Linked DNA regions of Zea mays: region 1 is linked to region 2. Evidence: chromatin contacts called from public Hi-C data. All regions are on one chromosome and are shown on one strand. Each heading gives the region's core, a stretch centred on a gene start, on an enhancer-like site or on the middle of the called end of the contact. The rest is flanking DNA. Distances are from core to core; before and after follow the strand shown. Region 1 holds the start of LOC100383931. Region 2 holds the start of LOC103652327 (alpha-glucosidase 2).

Evidence for each region. A called contact is a pair of places that touch in the nucleus more often than the background predicts.
Region 1: a Hi-C map of tassel shows a contact between it and region 2, with 2.7 times the contacts expected there. The contact joins the promoter of LOC100383931 here to the promoter of LOC103652327 in region 2. A contact is called at or near these places in 10 of 25 Hi-C or Micro-C datasets (bundle sheath, ear, endosperm and 4 more).

The regions. Positions count from the first base shown.
Region 1 is chr3:162,578,915-162,581,928 of Zm-B73-REFERENCE-NAM-5.0, forward strand. LOC100383931 reads left to right here and starts at 1,258. Exons shown (of 20, transcript NM_001362233.1): 1 at 1,258-1,791; 2 at 2,611-2,893; 3 at 2,985-3,013. The coding sequence starts at 1,405.
Region 2 is chr3:162,269,351-162,272,284 of Zm-B73-REFERENCE-NAM-5.0, forward strand. It overlaps LOC103652327 (alpha-glucosidase 2), which reads right to left and starts at 1,658. Exons shown (of 22, transcript XM_020550385.2): 1 at 1,185-1,658; 2 at 514-587; 3 at 1-157. The coding sequence starts at 1,526.

The DNA of each region.
Region 1 (3,014 bases), core at 8-2,507, 310 kb after region 2:
GGGGAGGTATGCGACGTTACACACAAGCTTAATCTTTCAGACCCAACCTCAGACACTCACAAGTTCATACAAGCTCACAAGCAATACATCACACAGTGGAGTAGGGTGTTACGCTCCGGCGGCCCAAACCACTCTAAACCCTTGTGTGTTCCTGTATTCTTCCCGTTTTCCCGACTAACGAGCAAAACGCCTACGCCCCTCCTCATCTTAGGATTTAAGGCGGGTGCACTCTGCCACCCGATCGGAGATTTGCTCTCCAACAGTATATGTCTCTTGTAACTTTAAATCTTGTTTCTCAATTTATATTTATTTGATATAATTAATTTAAATTATCTTTAAATATTGCACTTTTTAATGGAGATGAATTTTTCGTAAAGATAAATTTTCCAACAGAGATGTAGACGAGAGAAAAACCTTCCTCGTGAATGTTCACGTGGATAGAATCTCATTTCAAAATCTATATAGGGCCTCAGACCGTCACCGCCCTGCTGTCCTGCTTGGGAGCAGCTGCTCCCAAGTCAAGCGCCGCCCTCGTACTGGGCTTCTGTCAGTGGACGGCCCATACTGTTGCCTTTCTCAGCTAGCCACGATGTCGCGACCCGGCCCTGCTCCCCGTGCGGCGCGGGGACGTCGCGGTCACCCGCGATCAGGGGACTGGCTGGTGGTGTTTGCTCGTGCGTCCTTGACTCCTTGTGCTGCTTGTTGCTCCGGCGAGTCTCGGGCTAGGCTACCAGTCTACCACGCCCGTCCCAGGCAAGAAACAAGTGGAGCTTACCCTTCATCGAAAATCTTGATCCTGTACTCAGGGGCGAAGCTACATGTTAGCTCGTGGATGCACATGCACCTCCCTAAAATTCAGAATTTAGTTATAATAGTTAAATTTTCACCATATATGCATCACTCATATCTCATCCTTATGCACCCGCAAGGGAGTTGCACCCCAATATATTTGCTCTAGCTTCGCCACTGCTTGTACTCCTCCTGGTAAAGTAAGGTAGATTGCATATTTACTTACCTTGCATTTCTTCTTCACCAAAGAAACACGGCAACATCAGGTCAAGTTGTAAACAGTGCTCCTTAAGCACGACAGAATCCACTCTCCATGCGTGCAAACCGAGCACGTTCGTCTTGTTCCCTAAGCCAAGAAGGTGGGGGTTATAATGGTAATTTCCCCGCGCGTCTCCTTCCCCGGTGTTCGGAACCCCGGTCCGGTCCCCTCGAGCTCGAGGCCTCTCGATTTGAAATCCCCACCTCAAGACCGGGGAAAAAAGATTAGGAGAGGAAAAAAAAAAAGAACGAAGAGCTCTCGATCTAGGGATTCCCTTCCCGGGTCTCGTTGCTCTCCTCGTCCAAATCCCCAGGCCAGCCTAGCGGCGCAGCCTGCACGCCCCCGCCCCCCGGACCATGGCCGAAGACCACCTCTCCTCCGCGCCGTCCGCCCCATCGGCGGCGGCGGCCGCGGCCGCGGCGGCGGTCGGGTCCTCGGTGATCCCAATCGTCAACAAGCTGCAGGACATCTTCGCGCAGCTGGGGAGCAGCTCCACGATCGACCTGCCGCAGGTGGCCGTGGTCGGGAGCCAGAGCAGCGGCAAGTCCAGCGTCCTCGAGGCGCTCGTCGGCCGCGACTTCCTCCCGCGGGGCTCCGACATCTGCACGCGCCGCCCCCTCGTGCTCCAGCTCGTGCACCAGCCGCGCCGCCCCGCCGACGCAGAGGCCGATGAGTGGGGCGAGTTCCTGCACCTCTCGGGGCGTCGCTTCTACGACTTCCGCGAAATCCGACGCGAGATCCAGGTCCCCATCCCTTTGCCTTAATCCCTCGTGCGGTTATTTGGCTGGAATAAACACTTTTACTTGACTGTGCGTGTACATTCAATGGATAATTATTATTGGTCGGGACTTTACTAGTAGTAGTAATATTGTGCTGTGGCTGCTCGCTAGGGCTGCAGATGACTGTTTAGGAATACTCCTGTTGGTTTCGAGGAATCATTCTTCGCGGTGGTTTCTGGTGTGTTCATGGGTCAGCACAGTTGGGCTCTGAGATTGGAACGATGGTAAATGCTAGGTTAGGTGGTGTTGTCTCTGGTGTTCAGTGCTAGTGATGATGTTATTTCGTTGCTGCTTCCTGTGGTGACGATGTGGGCATGTGGTTGTTAACGACTACAGAGTACAGAATGCCATAATTTACTTGGTTGTCTTCAGGTTGGCCCTTGCAGGTTTATTGTTCTCCACATGAGTTAACGAGTTGCTTGGATATTGAAATTCTATATGGGTTATCACGTAGTTTCTTGTTAATATAGTGGTTTCGATGTTGTCCCCAATACAACTTGGTTACATTTGAAAAAAAAACCAATTCAGGTGGTATTAGTGGTTGTCAGGATGATTTGTGGAAAGTATATTTGTGAACCAGAATTTCGAAGTGGAAAGTAAGGTGTACATAAGTTTTAGTTGGGACCCAACATCCTAGTATTTGATAGAACAACAATATTATCTGTCTTGAGTGTTTGGTATTTTGTTTCACTTCAATTACGATGTTTTGTTTTGTTAGTGTGGGCTGGAGTTGAGATTAGTGCTGCACAGACCATTCTTAAACGACTCTCTGCATCTATGCAGGCTGAAACAGATCGTGAGGCAGGTGGTAACAAAGGTGTATCGGATAGGCAGATACGGTTGAAGATCTTTTCTCCGAATGTCCTTAACATTACTTTAGTCGATTTGCCTGGAATCACTAAGGTGCCAGTTGGTGACCAGCCAACTGATATTGAAGCCAGAATAAGGACTATGATAATGTCATACATCAGGCACAAGACATGCATCATCTTAGCTGTTTCGCCAGCAAATGCAGATTTAGCAAACTCTGATGCTCTTCAAATGGCTCGGGTTGCTGATCCTGATGGTATGTGTGCCCTGCATAATCTACGTCCTGTCCACTATAACATTTCAGTTCAGAAATATTATCTTATCATGATGATTTATTATTTTCATAGGTTCTCGAACAATTGGTGTTATCACAAAGG
Region 2 (2,934 bases), core at 408-2,907:
ATGATCAACCAGCACTTGACGCCCATAATCCCTACCATTGTGAGCTGTCCACCCAAATGTTCTCAGCTCATCAGAATCTTGGCAAACATGACGAAGAAAATATTGACCATTTTTCAAGCCAATCCACATTAATCCAGCAATTAGAGACAGAGGGGTTCTGAAATAGAAGTAATATTAGCAAGAAATTCTTGAATCCTTGATTCCAAAGAATTTTCATTACATAAAGATGGAATTTCAGCTAAAAATAGCATGGTACAGATGTACTTTCATTGCATAAAGATGTTTAATTCCACGTGAAGGCACAGAGAAACAAGGGGAAGGGGATTCTCAGTCACTAAAGATTCTACCTTTCATGACAGTAAGGAAGTAAGGAAACATAATCAAAACTAAATATATGAGGAACATGAACTTCCAAATGTAGTCCAAGAAGCAGTAGAGAACTACAGAAGGGAATAATTCCCAGTAATTAACTTGTTATAAAGAGAATAGGGAGGCATTGCAAAAGTTTATCACCTTGCACGAATTCCGAGGTACACATTTGGTCTATAAGTGCCCCAATACAAACTTTCCTTGTGGTTATTTTGAAACTGCAATCATTTAGGCATGAACCATGAGAAAGCCAACGTAGTTACTCAGTGCATGTTTGTTTGGGTTTATGATCTGCCCAGATTATATAATATAACTTATTTTGAACTAAGTGTTAGTTCAAAATAAGTTAGATTATATAATCTGAAACAAACAGACCCTAATAAAACTGAAGGACACAGCGGAACGAGAGCCTTTCAATTATGCATAATTCAGGGGGAAATACTAGATTGAGAGAAAACCAAATGCACACTAGAAAAGAAGTGCAAATGCATAGGTTAGTGTGCATTTTACCAAAAGCAGTGTTCAGTTGACAGGTAGCATATTCCAAACAATTTGACTAGCTTTGTTTACCAACATCAATATATACTGCTGCACTTTGACATAACTCTGCCATCGTAATATATGAAGTGATGCACGGTTAATAGCTCATGAAGCTAAATCAGTAGTCACCACTACTTCACGAATACATAAAGCAACCCTGCCAAAATCAACTAGAGGCCCTGAAACCTAGAGTGGTGTACTTCAGTACTAGCTTTAGCTGTCGTGCAATTTCAACCTTCGGGACAAAAACAGCATGGCAAACAAATGGGCATCACCTGAGGCAGATCCATCATCCTGGGCGCCGGCAGCGGCGTTACGGAGCGCATGACCTTTCGCAGCGTCGCCGCGCCCTCTCCTTCCACCTCCTCCCACCACCCACCAGTATACACCACGAATGTGACTGACACGAGGGCGAAGGAAGCAACCACGAAGTACGCGAGGGTTCGGGGCCTCACGTCCATCAGGCGCAAGGGGCCAGGGTTGCCGCGGCCACGGCGCTGCGCCGCTGCGGCCGCGGCTCGTCGAGCGCCGGGATCTGGTTCAGAAGCCTCAGAGGGCCTCCCGCGGCTCCTGGCCACGGCGGCCGGACGGCGGGTGCTGCTGCCGCCGCCGGTCATCGGAAAATTCTCGCTGACGATCTCGCCGTTTCTACTAGGGACCGGATTGTGACTGGGTCGAGTCGTCCGTCTCACTTGGGGTCTTGGGAGACTGGACGGGTTTCCATACGTACTCTGCTCCTTTTCGCGTCGCTGCTGGGTAGGGGTGGGCACATTTTTACCATAAACCGAAAACCGAACCGAATCATACCGAACCGAACCGAAATTTCGGTTTTTTTAGTTCTGTTCGGTTTCGGTTTTTGTATCTAAGAAGTTCGGTTTTCGGTATCGTAATCGGTTTCACCGTATACCGAACCGAAAAAACCGAATACCAAACTTTATCAATTCTCAAATTTGACTATTCGATTATGTGAACTAATTGTGTGATACAATTAAATTGTTATTCACTTATTTGTATATGATGTATGATGTATATCTAAATATTTGTACCTATATAATTTTTACTTTTTAAAATTATGTGTAATCTATCATGTAAACTTGTTGTATGTATTGTCTTGATTATAAGTTTGGTATTCGGTTTTTACCGGAAAAACGAAGTAAAAAACCGAAATCGAACTTCTCGGTTTTTTATTTTCTAGAAAACCGATCGGTTTCTAATGTTTGAAAAACCGAAGTTTTTTAAAACCGAAAAACCGAACCGAAGTTTAGAAAATAACCGAATGCCCAGCCCTACTGCTGCGATTGCGTATAAAGAATAAAGGGGTAAGGGACAGATCATATCTGGGACAGCAATAACAGTTACCATTAGATCTAGATCGGATGCACCAGATCGCTTGATTGCATGCTTGCACCAGGATAAGTGATTGCATAGGATATTTTCCCTTGTTTATTCCCCACCTTGCAAATAGATGAATTATAGGGTAGTTTTGCTATTGCTCTACCTGATTTAGGAAAACTATTGTTTTATTATGATCATGTTCCAATTATGTTGTTGTTTAATTACTGTTCATGATAAGATCATATAGTTAATTGGAACATGGAGAACCATCCGGGAAAACAGTGCTACCACAAGGGTGGTATGAGACACTCTTGGTTGACTAATTAGGAAAGCTAGTGGAGGACTACCTTACCTGAAAGGGGCAAGGGCAGTAGGGGAGTGGTCAGTGTAGCGAGGTCCTTGGGTCGATTTTGTTGCGATGGCGGTCAGGCGAGGGATCCTTGCATTGGAGCTTCCTAGAAACTGTAGCGTTTTTTCTGAGGCTAGTGGAACTTTGTAAAGGCCTCGTAGTGTTACCTTGCCTCACCTTCTTGGTAGAGGTGTATGGGATTCATGACCCATTGGCAGATGGGTAACATGACTTGTGGGTAAAGATGCACAATGTAACACCCACTTTGTAAGAAAAGTCTAAAAAGAGAAATTATACTACTTTGTATCTATATGTGTTATCTATGTTTATCATTCCATGTG